2 separate regions of the Mus musculus genome follow, and region 2 is linked to region 1. A link is a contact called in public HiCAR-type data. All regions are on one chromosome and are shown on one strand. The core of a region is the stretch at or near the end of the contact, and the rest is flanking DNA. Distances in the headings are between cores, read along the strand shown. Region 1 overlaps Tfcp2l1 (transcription factor CP2-like 1). Region 2 has its middle 130 kb from the start of Tfcp2l1.

Region 1 (6,945 bases), core at 417-2,916:
TTTCCAACTAACAGAAATGTGTGTCTGGTGGTGTATTGGTCAGTGTCCTTGCACTGTAAGGGATGTCTGGGATCATGAACTTAAGAAGAAAGGTTCAGTCTGGGGAGAGGCTCACTTAGTAAAGGGCTCACCTTTAAAGTATGGACACCTGAGTTCAGCGTCCTGAGCCCGTGTCAAAAGCTGGGCATAGTGGTAAACCACAGTACAACCCCAGTGATGGAGAGATAGAAACTATCATGGTAGGAGAGCGGCTGAGCAAATTGTTCTCACTATGGTCAAGAAGCAAGGGAGTAGGTGTGGGGTACTAAGGTCCCGGTATCCCCTTCACTACTAACATTGGTGACCTAACTTTTTTGCTGGGCCCAACCTCTTAAAAGTTCCATATCTCAGTAGCACAGAGGCAGTCAGTACAGAGGCCTTTGAGAGACACTCCATATCCAAATCATAGTCACATGGCCACTATGTCCTGGCTGCTACTCCTGCTTACATGTATATGTATATAGTTCACATGTATCATGTATTAAGTAATATGTACATGATATTCATATATATATATATATATGTATGTGTGTATATACATGTACACACACACACACACACACACACTCACACACGCACATCTAGCATCTGCTAGCATCCCATTTCATACATAGGAAACTGAGGCACAGAGATACTGAGTAGTTGCCCAAAGATGCTACAGCTGATATGGAGTGAAGTTAAGGTAGAAATCCAGATGAACCAATTGTTGGAGAGCTGAACCAGTAAGAGATCCAACCTCTTGAGAAATGGGAGCTATGGTTTTGTTTGTTTGGTTGTTGGTTTTGTGACAATCTCAAAAGAGATGAGACCTGAAACTCCTTATGTAGACCAGGCTGGCCTTGACCTTGCTACAATCCTCTGCTTGCCTCTGTCTCCTGGGCACCAGGATTAGAGGAGTATGCAACAAGCCCAGCTCAATGAAGTTGTACCTCCTTGTTCTGTTCTGGTTTGCTTTGTGGCAGTGCTTCAGTGTAAAACCCAGACTGGTCCAGAACTCACTATGTAGACCAGGCTAGCCTTAATCATGTTATAGTCATCCTGTTACTGCCTTGTAAGCATTGGAACTATAGGCATGTACCACCAGGTCTAGCTTAAAGTAGCTACTTTTTGCTCCTGTTTCACAGAAAATGATACTGAGACCAGCAGTGCTGCTTCTAGGGCTAAGAGAAGCTAGGAGGATGAAGGGCCCGAGTGGTAGACGACCATGCTAATGAACTGGAAGGCATGTCACTTTGCACCTCAAGGAAGATCTGTAGCCCAGGCTGGCCTTGAATTTATTGTGTAGCCAAGGACAACCCTGACTTTCTGATCTGCCCTGGCCCCATTCTGGGATTACAGTGCTGGGATTGCAGCCCTGCACTGTACCATACCTTCTCTATGCTGTGCTGGAGACAGACTCCAGAGCTTTGTACAGACTAACTAAGCAAGCCCTGGAGCCACATCCTCAGACCCTCAACCATTTCTGTTTAAGAAGACAAAAAACCATGACTGTTTCTTGCACCCTCCCCCACTTGCCCTGTGCCCTCGACAGCAGGCAGTTAAGCAAGTGAAGCAGGGAACAGACCTCAAACGCCACCCTGGCTAAGTAGGCCATTCTCATTCCCCAAGTCTCCTTCCCACTCAACCCGAATCAATTTGGAAACCTTCAGCTCTGAATTACTCAGAGTGCTGGAGGCAGCCTGGCCAGCAAGGAGCCAGCCCCTGGGGTGCAAGGGCACTCAATTAAACAAGGGAGTTACTGATTAAGCCCTTGTGGGCCCCGCTTAGGGCTTTTCATGCCCAAGTGGCTGGGCGGCCAAGAGTCCGAGCTGGAGCAGGCTGAGGTATAGAATAAATGTACTTCATGCACCATTAGGCCCTGCGGGGAGGGTCAGGGTCGACAGGTGGATGCATTTGTAAGATTTGAGGCAGTAGTCCAGAGCAGGCAATAAAATGTGGGTTTCTGGTTTTTTTTTTTTTCTTTTTCTTTTCTTTCTTTTTTTTTTTTTTAAGATTTATTTATTTATTATATGTAAGTACACTGTAGCTGTCTTCAGACACTCCAGAAGAGGGAGTCAGATCTTTTTACGGATGGTTGTGACCCACCATGTGGTTGCTGGGATTTGAACTCCGAACCTTCGGAAGAGCAGTCGGGTGCTCTTACCCACTGAGCCATCTCACCAGCCCTTCTTTTTCTTTTTAATAGAAAGGAGATTTGCTACCCTGTTGGTTTTGGCATGCATGTTTACATATATATATATATATATATATATATATATATTTTTTTTTTTTTAACTACTTCTGAATGTATATTATGAAATATAGCTTACACATGCAAAGATCCTGTAAAACTAATGTACATTTTATTTTTAAAACTTATTTTACCTTTATGTGTGCCTGTATATGTGTGTGTGCATACAAAGTATATGTGTGGAAATCATAGGACACTGTGTGTGAGTGGGTTTTGTGAATGAAACTTAGGCCTACAGGGCTCGCATGACAAGTGCTTTTGCTGGCTGAGCTACCTCACTGCCCTGACTTGCAATTTTAATAAGTATTTAAGGCCTTGCACCCAGGTCACTAGACTGTGATGGTTATAGGCCCCTTTGTAGTATCATGTTTGGCCCTTGCTTGTCCGTGTATATTTTACACTAATCATTTCCTCTTCCCTCCCTAACGTGCTTAGGGCAGTACACATGTCTGTGTGCTTGTGGAGGCTATAGGATAGCCTTGACCGTTGTTCCTCATGTTCCTCAGCTACTACCCACCATGGCTTTTAACACAGGTCTCTTCCTGTCCTAGAGCTGACCAGGGAGACTGTGATGGCTGGTCAGAGAGCCTCAGCAATCCTTGTGTCTGTCTCTACGTGCCCAGCAACTGGGGTTACAAGCCACAGTATCAGGCCTATTTTGTTTGTTTGTTTTTTAATCTGAGTTCTGGGGATCAAACTTGGCTCTTCATGCCTGCAAAGCGCATGTTTCCAACTTGTCATTTCCTCAGCCCAGTGTGGACTGGGCATGCATTCTCTCCGTGTTCCTCTTTTCCCTCCACCATATGTTCTGATTCACAAATATGTGAATATGTGCAGCTGAGGGTCACTGTACCTCTGAGTGGTTAGATCCCAGTTGACTCACACTCCTGCTACTGAGAATGCCAAAGATGCACGTGTGAAGGTGCACATGAGCAGGAGAGCTTGAGGGGTGACCTCCATCCAGAACATGGCGTTTTCTAGAGATTTATCACCTGGATTTATCACCTGCAGAGGTGCTAGTTCCCATTGTACACCCTGCTTATGTTGTTATCATCTGTTTTACAGATGAGGCCGTGGAGCCAGAAACAGAAAGCTTTTCTGTGGTCAGTGTTTGCAAATCATAGTGAAAGCTTAGGAGACATGGCTATAAATTGTCTTTCCTGATCATGTGGGAGTATTAACCTCTTTCTGTTTGGTCCCTGTAAAGCCACGGACACACACATCTATTAATTATGGTGGTTAGTTAATTCTTGTTGCCATAGCAGAAGACCTGCTGAGAAGCACAAGGGAGGAAGGGTTATTAGGATCCATCAGTGTGGGGGAAGTATAGCAGCAGGAGCTGGGGAGGCCACTGGGCCATCAGGAAGCAGAGCATCTAGCTATAAGTGCTCAAGACACACCCATTGACCCTGTCCTCTAGCAAAGCTCCACCTCATAAGGGTTCCACGACTTTCCCAATGGTACCACTGGCTCTGGCTCTGGTTCAAAGGCATTGGCCCAGGGAGCACATTTGCATTGCATTCAGGCACAATTGCTTTAGAAGCAGGTTAGCTAAGTGAGGACATCACTATGGAAGCACCCTAGCTTACAGGCACTCAACCCCGGATGGTACAGTCACTGCGCATAGCATCAATGCACTCGAGGGGACTGCTGTGTGAGGGGACACTCTAACATAGTAGCACAAAAGATAATGTGTCAAATGTGTAAATCAGCAGTGGAGTAATTTAGGGTCACTACCAAGTGTGTGTACTGTGGGTCATCTGTACCATACTGGCCACATAGTAGGGTGCTTACAACTTTACCACAGACATGAATAATTGTGTTACCAGGATGACAGTGCCACTAAGCAGTGAGAAAATTTCAGCTCCACCAATTGTATTTGTGTTTTGTTGTTGACCAAAATGGGATTGACTGTGCTTAAATTTGTTGCTTGTTTCTGAGTCAAGGGTCTCATGATGTAATAACCCTAGCAGGTCTAGAATTAGCTGTATGGGCCAGGTTGGCCTTGGACTGACTCACGGAGATATGTCTGTCTCTGCTTCCTGTGTGTTAGGATTAAGAGTATATTCTACCATGCCTGGTTTTGTGTTCAATTTTTTTAAATATATTTTTTGTTGTAGCATAAACTTTCCTTTAATGAGTCCAGTAAAGACCTAGATGACCCAACATATAATAAACAAATAGATGTTTTATCTTTTACTTTTTTGGAGACAGAGTTTCTCTGTGTGACAGAGCATTGGCTGTCCTGGAACTCACTTTATATACCAGGCTGGCCTTGAACTCACAGAGATCCACCTGCCTACTTCCTGAGCAATGGGATTAAAGGCATGTGCCACCACTGCCTGCCTATTATCTTTCACTAACTTTTTTTTCCCCCGAGACAGGGTTTCTCTGTGTAGCCCTGGCTGACCTGGAACTCACTCTGTAGACCAGGCTGGCCTCGAACTCAAATCCACTTGCCTCTGAGTGCGCCACCTGGCTCTTTCACTAACTTTTGTTTTGTGCATGTGGGCCTGTGGAGGTCAAAAGAGACCCTGAATGGTGTCTTTCTGGTGCCTCCTGTCTGCTCACACAGCAACCACTTTATTGATGGAGCTGTCTCTCCAACTCCTCCCTAAACCTTTGTGATGTCATTGTGAAGAACATGTCTTGCCTTTGCCTTTCAGATGGTTCAGAATTTCCAAGATGAGTCTTGTTTTATCCTCAGCACATTAAAAGGTAAGCCTCTCTCTGCCTTCCTGATGAATGAAGAGTGTTTCTGTGTCCCTTGGTGTCATAGGTGATGGGTGGCAGGTGGGATCTGCCAGTCCAGGGTCCTCCAGAAGATGCTGAACTTGGAGCAGCCTTTGAGAGCAAGGCAAACCAAGTCTTCTCATACCTAGTCCTAGCCAAGCCAGAATGGACATCTCCAGGGGCACTGCAGGCCTGGCCATCTGTTCTCTATGGACTTGGGTTTGGGATTTCATAGACAGTTTCTGGGAAGCCCAAGTAAGGGCCACCCTGATGGGCAGAGTGAGTAAGGGACTCGGAGAATCCAGATGAGCCAGATGCCACAATGAGAATACCGCAGTGCTTACATTCTACCGAGAGGGAGACTATACCAGGATTTGTGTTTATTCACACAAGGCAGAGAAAGATCTGCTGTGACTTTCTTGGGTCTGGGAGGGTAAGTGGATAGGTTTCATCAGAATGGAAGACTGGGCTGGAGGAGAGGCTCAGTAGATGAGAACACAAATTGCTCTTAAAGAGTCCCCAAGTTTGGTTCTTAGCACCCACATCTGGTGGTTCACAACCACTCACATGCAGCTCCAGCTTCAGGGGAACCAAACCATTTTCTGGTCTCTGCAGTCACTTCATTCATTTGCACCTAGACAGACAGACAGACAGACAGACACACACACACACACACACACACACACACACACACACACACACAAGTGTACACACACATATACACACACACACACAAAATTAAAGGTAAAATAAGTCTTAAAGATCAGGAGACTGGGTTCAGGCTGTTCTAAGACCAACTCCCACCCTGTTCTGGGGACCTAGGCTGTGTGTGTTAGCTTTTTGTTACTGTGACAATGTGTGAGGTTGGTTATTTGGGCTCAGTTTGGGAGGTTTCAGCCATGGCCAGTTAGCCCTGTTGCATTTGGCCCTTTGGCAAGGCAGCACACGAAGGTGTGAGTGTGGTGAGCTGCTCTGTTACCTTCAAGACAGCTGGAAAGTGAAGGGAGAGGAGGGCCAAGGCTCAGTGTTCCCTCCAAGGGCTGATGTCATTTTCTCCCACTTGGCTCCACCCCTTAAAGCTCCCATCATCATTCGCTAGCATAAGCTGGTGACTAAACCTTTTACAACATGGGCCTTAAGATCCTAAATATAGCACAAACAATTGCAGAAAGCCATAGTTTGCCTAAAGCCTCCTCCTTGAGCCTAGGGCTATCTATGGTGAAAAGGCTCTTTGTCCAAACCAGAGTGCCTGGGAAGATCATTCAGTCAATATAGTGCTTGCCATGCAAGCAGGAAGCCTCTAGCTCAGTCTCCAGAACCCATGTTTTGTTATTGTTGTTTGGTTTTGTTTTAAAGCTGGGCATTGGTGGTATGTGCTTGTGATCCATCCTAGCCTGGTGAGACAGAGACAGGCTCACTGGTCAGCCAGCCTAGCTTACTTGGTGAGCTCTAGACCGATGAGAGACTGTCTCAAAACACAGGGTGGAAAAACTCCTAAGGAATGATACCTTTTGGCCTCTGCACAAGTATATGCACACACACACACACACACACACACACAGTAATTGTGTAAACAGATGCCAAAACCTGTGTAGAAAGCCCTGCTTCTGTAAACAGACTCTTCCTTATGAAGTCATTTGAGTGATTTTTGCCTCTGACTTAATACATGCCTTTTGGGACACCCAAATCACACTGTACCAACTCTGTACCTGTGACGCATGCCCATGCCCAGTGTTTCTCTTGCAGCAGAAAGCAATGATGGCTACCACATCATCCTGAAGTGTGGACTCTGAGCAGCAGCGCCTGCACCTGTCCCCTGCCCCATGGATCCCTGGCTGTGAAAGGTGCACCACTGTCAGCTGCTGTCTCACCTGACAAGCTCAGACTAGGAGGGACTCTACCCAGACCAGGAAAGCTACAGACAACCATGGACACAAAGTCTG
Region 2 (6,384 bases), core at 3,110-5,609, 84 kb after region 1:
ATTATTTTGGGGGATGGTAAGGTCAAAATCAAAGAAAAAACAGACCAAAATTTCTTTCCATCAAAGAAGAAGAGGGGAAGGAGGAGGAAGAGGAAGAGGAGGAGGAAGAGGAGAAGGAGGAAGAGAAAGAGGAGAAGGAGGAGGAGGAAGTTAAGGAGGAAGAGGAGGAGGAGGAAGAGGAGGAGGAAGAGGAGGAGGAGGAAGAGGAGAAGGAGGAGAAGGAGAAGGAGAAGGAGAAGGAGAAGGAGAAGGAGAAGGAGAAGGAGAAGGAGAAGGAGAAGGAGAAGGGAGAAGAAGGAGAAGAAGGAGAAGAAGGAGAAGAAAGAAGGAGAAAAGAATTCCAAGTGCTAGTTGACCAGTTGCTCTAGTCTCCGGTGAAGCGTCTTTTCAGGACGCCTTTTCCAGGTGGCACTGGGTACTACAGACAACTTACTAAGTCTTTCGCCAGGCAAAGAAAGCAGAAGCCTTCTTACCTGTTGTCTAAGCACTGTAGAGATAGAGGCAGGAGGACCAGGAGTCTAAGGTTATCCTGGCTGAATAGTGAGTTTGAGGCCAGCCTGGGCTACAAGAGACCCTGTCTTTAAAAATAGAAAAGAAAAAGGAGGCTGAGGAGATGACTGTTGATAAAGTGCTTGTCTCACAAGTTTGAGATCAGGGTGGGTAATCACGTCTTTAAAGAGTTATGTTAGCCCAATCACCCGAGGAACACACAGGGCTGGAGAGATGGTCCAATGGTTAGTGTGCTACAGTGTGGATGCTCATGAATCTGTATGAAGCATTTCTGTTCAGAGATTAGCTCTGATTACTCCCCACTGGTCATCTGGGGTGTGGGAATGAGCTTGCAAGAGTCCAGGGCTGTGTCCAATCAGGTGAGGACACAGGAGAAAGAGACCTGGGGCTGTGGAAATGACTCAGTTGATTGAGTGTTTGCTGTGCAAGCATAAGGACCTGGGCTCAGGCGCTCACCACCCATGTAAAGGTCACCACCAGCAGCAGAATGACCTGTGATCCACACACCAAGGACAGATACAGAAGGGTTGCTGGGCCTCGCTGGCCAGCTAGACTCACCGAATTGGCAAGCTCCAGATTCAGTTAGAGACCTTGTGTGAAACAATGAGGAGGGCCATGAGATGGGAGATGTCTCAGCTGATGAAAGCACTTGTCCCCAAGCCTGACAACCTAACGTCATCTCCAGAACCCATAATGGAAGGAGAGAGCCAACTTCTGAAAGTTGTCACATATATAGCATTGCATGCATGTATGCACGTATGTGCATGTACATATGTGAGCGTGTGCGTGTGTGTGTGTGTGTGCGCGCACACACACACACACACACACACTATGAACCTAAAAATTCCAAATGTTAAAAAAAAACCCAGCAAAGTGGAGTATTAATACCAACCTCTGTCTTCCACACCATACACATGCAGATACATGTTCTCTCTCTCTCTCTCTCTCTCTCTCTCTCTCTCTCTCACACACACACACACACACACACACAAAAGTCAGAACCGTATGTGCATTAGAAACTTCAGACTACTCCTCTGTTGTCCTGGGATGCAGGGCAAGCACACTTTCTACGGCCTCTTCTCAGGGACCCCAACTACTGCTGGGCTATTGCACATGCAATGGTCACTCAAAGAGGAGGTGACTCCTCTTGGCAGTGGTGGCACACACCTTTAATCCCAGCACTTGGGAGGCAGAGACAGTCTGTGGCCAGCCTGGTCTACATAGTGAGTTCCAGGACAGTCAAAGCTATAAAGAGAAACCCTGTCTCAACCTCAACAACAACAACAACAACAACAACAACAACAACAACAACAACAGCAGCAGAGCAGAGCAGAACAGAACAGAACAGAACAAAACAACAAAACAAAACAGAGCTAGGAACTCTTGCTTATAATCCAGTTACTAGTGAGGTGAAGGCAAAAAGTTTGTGAGTTCGAGGCCAGCCCCTGCTACATAGTTTTTAAAGGCGAACTAACCTGAAAAAACAAAGTGCATATGGACACCTCAGCTGGATCTTAGGTAAGAGTAAGAAGTCCCCATCCATAGAAGCTGGCAGTTCCACAGGCCTGCCTGTCACCCTTTTGTGTGATTTCCACTGTTAGCTCTGTGATTCAGGTGCTCATCCGTGGTGCCTGACACATGCCCATCATTCCTGGTTACCCTCTGCTGATGAGGTGTCTGTTCAAGCTCTCATGGGGATAGTGAGTACTTCCCAGAACCACAGGGCTTGCAAGGCAGAAACCGGGGCTTCTGAGTTTGTATCAGTTCAGGGTCTTATTCATTCATGTCTGTTGGGGATGATGTGGGGTGTGAAATGAGAGCACAAGCTGTGAGTCTTGGACAATAGAGACACACACACTGAAAAGGGCATCTGGGTGTCCTGAAAGAGGAAGAAACCAGGGATGAAACAACAAGATGAGCCTTCCTCAATCTCTCCCATCATCACCATCACCATCACCATCATCATCAATGCATGATGTGTGTAACGTATGCATGAGTGTTGTGTGTGTGTATGGATTCATATGCCCATGTTGAGCATGTGGAGGGCAAAGGTCAACAGCAGGTGTCTTCCTCAGTCATTTTCCACCATATTTTTTGAGACTAGGTCTCTCACTGAACCTAGAGCTCACTGATTGGCTAGGCTGGCAGCCAGTGGGCTCCTAGGATCCTCTAGTCGGTGTCTTTTCTCCAGAGTGGGACCACAGACACTCGTCTCCTCTTCCATTTGCTTGTTTGTTTGTTTTTAATTTTTTAAAGATTTATTTATTATTATATGTAAGTACACTGTAGCTGTCTTCAGATGCACCAGAAATTGGCGTCAGGTCTCATTATGGATGGTTGTGAGCCACCATGTGGTTGCTGGGATTTGAATTCAGGACTTTCGGAAGAGCAGTCAGTGTTCTTACCTGCTGAGTGGTCTCACCAGCCCTTGTTTGTTTTTAATATGGATGCTGGGGACAGAATTCAGGTCCTCATGCTTGCATAGCAAGAACTTAATTCACGAAGCCATCTCCCCCAGCTCAGTCTCACCTCTCATCTGTACAATAGAACTGAAGAGCTAAGCGTAGTGGAGTACATCTGTATCCCCCGCATTCAGGAGAAAGAGGCTAGATGATCCAGCAGGGATTTCAGCATAGTCCAGGATACACAGCGAGACCTTGTCTCAACACACAGACACAGACACACACACAGACACAGACACACACACACACACACACACACACACACACACACACACAGACACACACACAGACACATACGTGGACACACATATAGACATGCACACAGACACAGACATAGACACACACACAGACAGACACACATTCGTGCAGATACACTCACAGACACACATATACATACAGACACACACGGATACACACACATACACACAGACAGACAGACACACACACGGACACAGGCATAGACACACACACAGATACACACACAGACACACACAGATATACACACACAGATACACACATACACAGACACACACACACAGACAACATACAGACACACACAAACACACAGACACATACAGCCACACACAATATACACAGACACAGACAAACAGACACATAAGCAGACACAAACACAGACACACACACAGACTCAGACACCACCAGACACCATCAGCACTCCACAAATGCTTCTTTTCTTCCTACAGTTTTGTGTGTGTGTGTGGTATGTGGATGTGCATGTATGTGGTATATCTGTGTATGTATGGTGTCTATAAATATGTGTGTATGTGGATGTGTGGTGTGTGGCTATGGATATATGTGTGTGTGTGTTTGTGTGTTTGTGCCTGTGTGTATATGTTGGTGTGCGGATGTGTGGTGTGTGGATATGCATGTATGTGGTATATCTGTGTATGTATGGTGTCTATATATGTGTGTGTGTATGTGTGGTGTGTATATGTATATGGTGTGTGTATATATGTATGGTGGATGTGATAGTGTGTGTGTGTGTGCTGTGTGGTCTCAGTCTTGCTTTGGTGTGCATGTGGATGTCAGAGGACAACTTGTGGGAACTGACCCTCTCTGGGACCTAAGAATTGGACTGAGGTTCTTAGGCATGGCAACAATGCCATTACCTTCTGAGCCATCTTGCTGGCCCTGTCATCTCCCTAGGGTACCAGGGGAATGTTAGGCAGATCCCTGCAAAGGCCCCGAGATAACCTGGCTCCCAAGGCCATTATGCTCGCACAGCTCATTTAAGTGCTGGAAACTGCTCCGCTCAGGAATGGAATGTTCCAGCAAGCCCATTTGATTTTCAAATCACTTCCCTCAGAGCTGTAGTCTCCCCCAGAGCAAACCCTGGCCAGGGTTTCCTCAAATCCAGGGGCTAAGCTGGCTGGCTGCTACTGAAGTGGGGGAAGGGCACCCTAGCCTGTGCTCCCTACCCTCATCCTAGCCCCAGTTATTATCCCAGTTATAAAAACCTGGCCCCATAGAGAGAGCAGAACGCCCTGCTCCACTGTGACAGATGCCCTGGGTGCTTGTGTGGTCTCACTTGCATTTCTTACTCTAATCGTCTCCCTCGGGCTTTCCGTACTTGTGGAGGAGGAAACTTGGGAATTCCCCCCTCATTCCTGAATTGTTCGCCTGGAACCTCCCTTTAGGACAAGGCCAACAGAGGGCCCCAGGACAGTTGGGTGCAACCCAGTTCTCAAGCCTTTTAAGCTCGTAGGAATGTTCCCCTCTGCCATCTGAGGCCCAACAGGGACCACAGAGCAGTCCTACCTCTGAGCTCAGAGGGCAGGTCTCAGCATCAGGAGATGAGATGTGCACGCGTTTATGCAAGCTAAGCAAGGGACAGGTTTGTCCCTTCCCTCAAACCTGTCCACGAGCAGTTGATCCACCTGGTTTAGGGTCCCTGGCCAAACTCTTCCTTTTCCGACAAGATGCATATGTGTGTATGTTCCCACGGAGCCCAGGCTAACCTTGAACTTGCTGTGTACTTGATGATGACCTTGAAACCCTCCTGCCCCCACCTGCTGTGTACTAGGACTGCAGGTGTGCAGCATCACACTTGGTTTAAACAATGCTGGGATTGAACCTAGGGCCACATACATGCTAGGCAGCACTCTACCACGGGAACTCTATACTCAGATCACAGGGTTTTTGTTTTCTAAAATGTAATATTTTGTTATTGAGGGTTTCATACATGCATACAATTTATTTTGATCATATTCATCCTTCTTCAGCTAACTCCTCCCAGATCCACCCCCTCATCCCCTCCAGCTTTGAGCCATCACTCCTCCTCCTCCTCCTCCTCCTCCTCCTCCTCCTCCTCCTCCTCCTCTTCTTCCTCTTCCTCCTTGAATTTGTGCTCCCCGTGGACTAATTCACTGGAGCATGGTCAACATTCCAGGGGCCACACCTTTAAAGCAAACTGTCTTTATCTTCTCAAAGCCATCAACTGTCAATTGCTCCTCAGCTAAGGCCTGGGGCTCCCGAGCCCCTCCCTGTCCATGATGGAATGCTGACTGGCTTGGTCTTAGGTAGGTCTTACACAGGTAGCCACAGCTGCTGGGAGTTCTTAAGTGTAGTGGTCCTGTCGTGTCCAGAAGACACTACTTCACCCCATTCCTACTGGAATGGCTCTATGTAATAATCTTTCTGTCCCTTCTTTAGTGATGGTCCCTGAAACTTGGGGGATAGAGCTGTGACAGAGAAGTCCTGTTTGTGGTAGAGCACTCCGCTAACACTTAGTCTCTGCACTTTAACCAGTGTGGGTGCCTGTTAACTATCATCTACTATACAAGGAAGTGTCTCTGTTGAGTCTGAGAGCTGTACTCAGACTGTGGCAAGAGTTCACAGGGCTCACTACTGAGTTGTCTCTTGGCTGTTTGTCTTTAAGTCAACTGTATGGTTTTTGCATGTGATGTTGTCATTGTTACCAATGTCCTTTTGCCATGATGTCAGATTGGAGACAGCAGCTATTATTACTTTACTGTAAAGTCACAGGTCTGAGGATTATTAGGACATGGAGAAGTGGCCGTGGCTCTGCTGACTCTAAGCATCAACTTTAGGAGAGGAACAAAAGGCCCCAGGCAATCGAGCTGACCACAGTGATTCACAGAGTCCTTGGAGCAAGGCTTGCTGGGTCTCCTCTCAGACTAGGAGATGATGTAATAGAGAAGTGTGGCAGGTGACAGCCAAAAGAACCAAGGACTGAAGCAGGAGAATGACTGCCAACATACAGCCAGTGAATCCTCTTGCCTTCTGGGCTCACCGAGACTTCTCTCCTCGCCCTGTTTTATAGTGTGGATGTCAGTCTCCCTGGGCTGAGAATCCCTTTCTCCCTTTGTCTTCTCCCCAGAGAGCGCTTACCCGAACATCTACTCAACATCAAGATTCTCCAGGAGCTTTC

Evidence for each region. HiCAR-type assays count read pairs that join an accessible place to other places.
Region 2: a HiCAR-type map of kidney shows a contact between it and region 1, with 2.5 times the contacts expected there. The contact joins two enhancer-like sites. A contact is called at or near these places in 3 of 39 promoter capture datasets (embryonic stem cells, liver and trophoblast stem cells), 12 of 484 Hi-C or Micro-C datasets (the Patski cell line, embryonic stem cells and trophoblast stem cells), 7 of 115 datasets of contacts at active chromatin or transcription factors (astrocytes, embryonic stem cells and kidney) and 1 of 9 other capture datasets (embryonic stem cells).

Annotation. Positions count from the first base shown.
Region 1 is chr1:118,670,640-118,677,584 of GRCm38.p6, forward strand. It overlaps Tfcp2l1 (transcription factor CP2-like 1), which reads left to right. Exons shown (of 15, transcript NM_023755.2): 14 at 4,936-4,987; 15 at 6,749-6,945. The coding sequence ends at 6,795. Among named protein-coding and RNA genes, the nearest start is that of Tfcp2l1, 46 kb to the left of the region's middle. Within about 2 kb of position 1,667, at least 14 of the 459 cell types and tissues checked have an H3K27ac peak or open chromatin away from gene starts, as enhancers often do. A contact at or near this core is called in kidney, where this site is marked.
Region 2 is chr1:118,752,087-118,758,470 of GRCm38.p6, forward strand. No RefSeq gene overlaps it. Among named protein-coding and RNA genes, the nearest start is that of Tfcp2l1, 130 kb to the left of the region's middle. Within about 2 kb of position 4,360, at least 17 of the 459 cell types and tissues checked have an H3K27ac peak or open chromatin away from gene starts, as enhancers often do. A contact at or near this core is called in kidney, where this site is marked.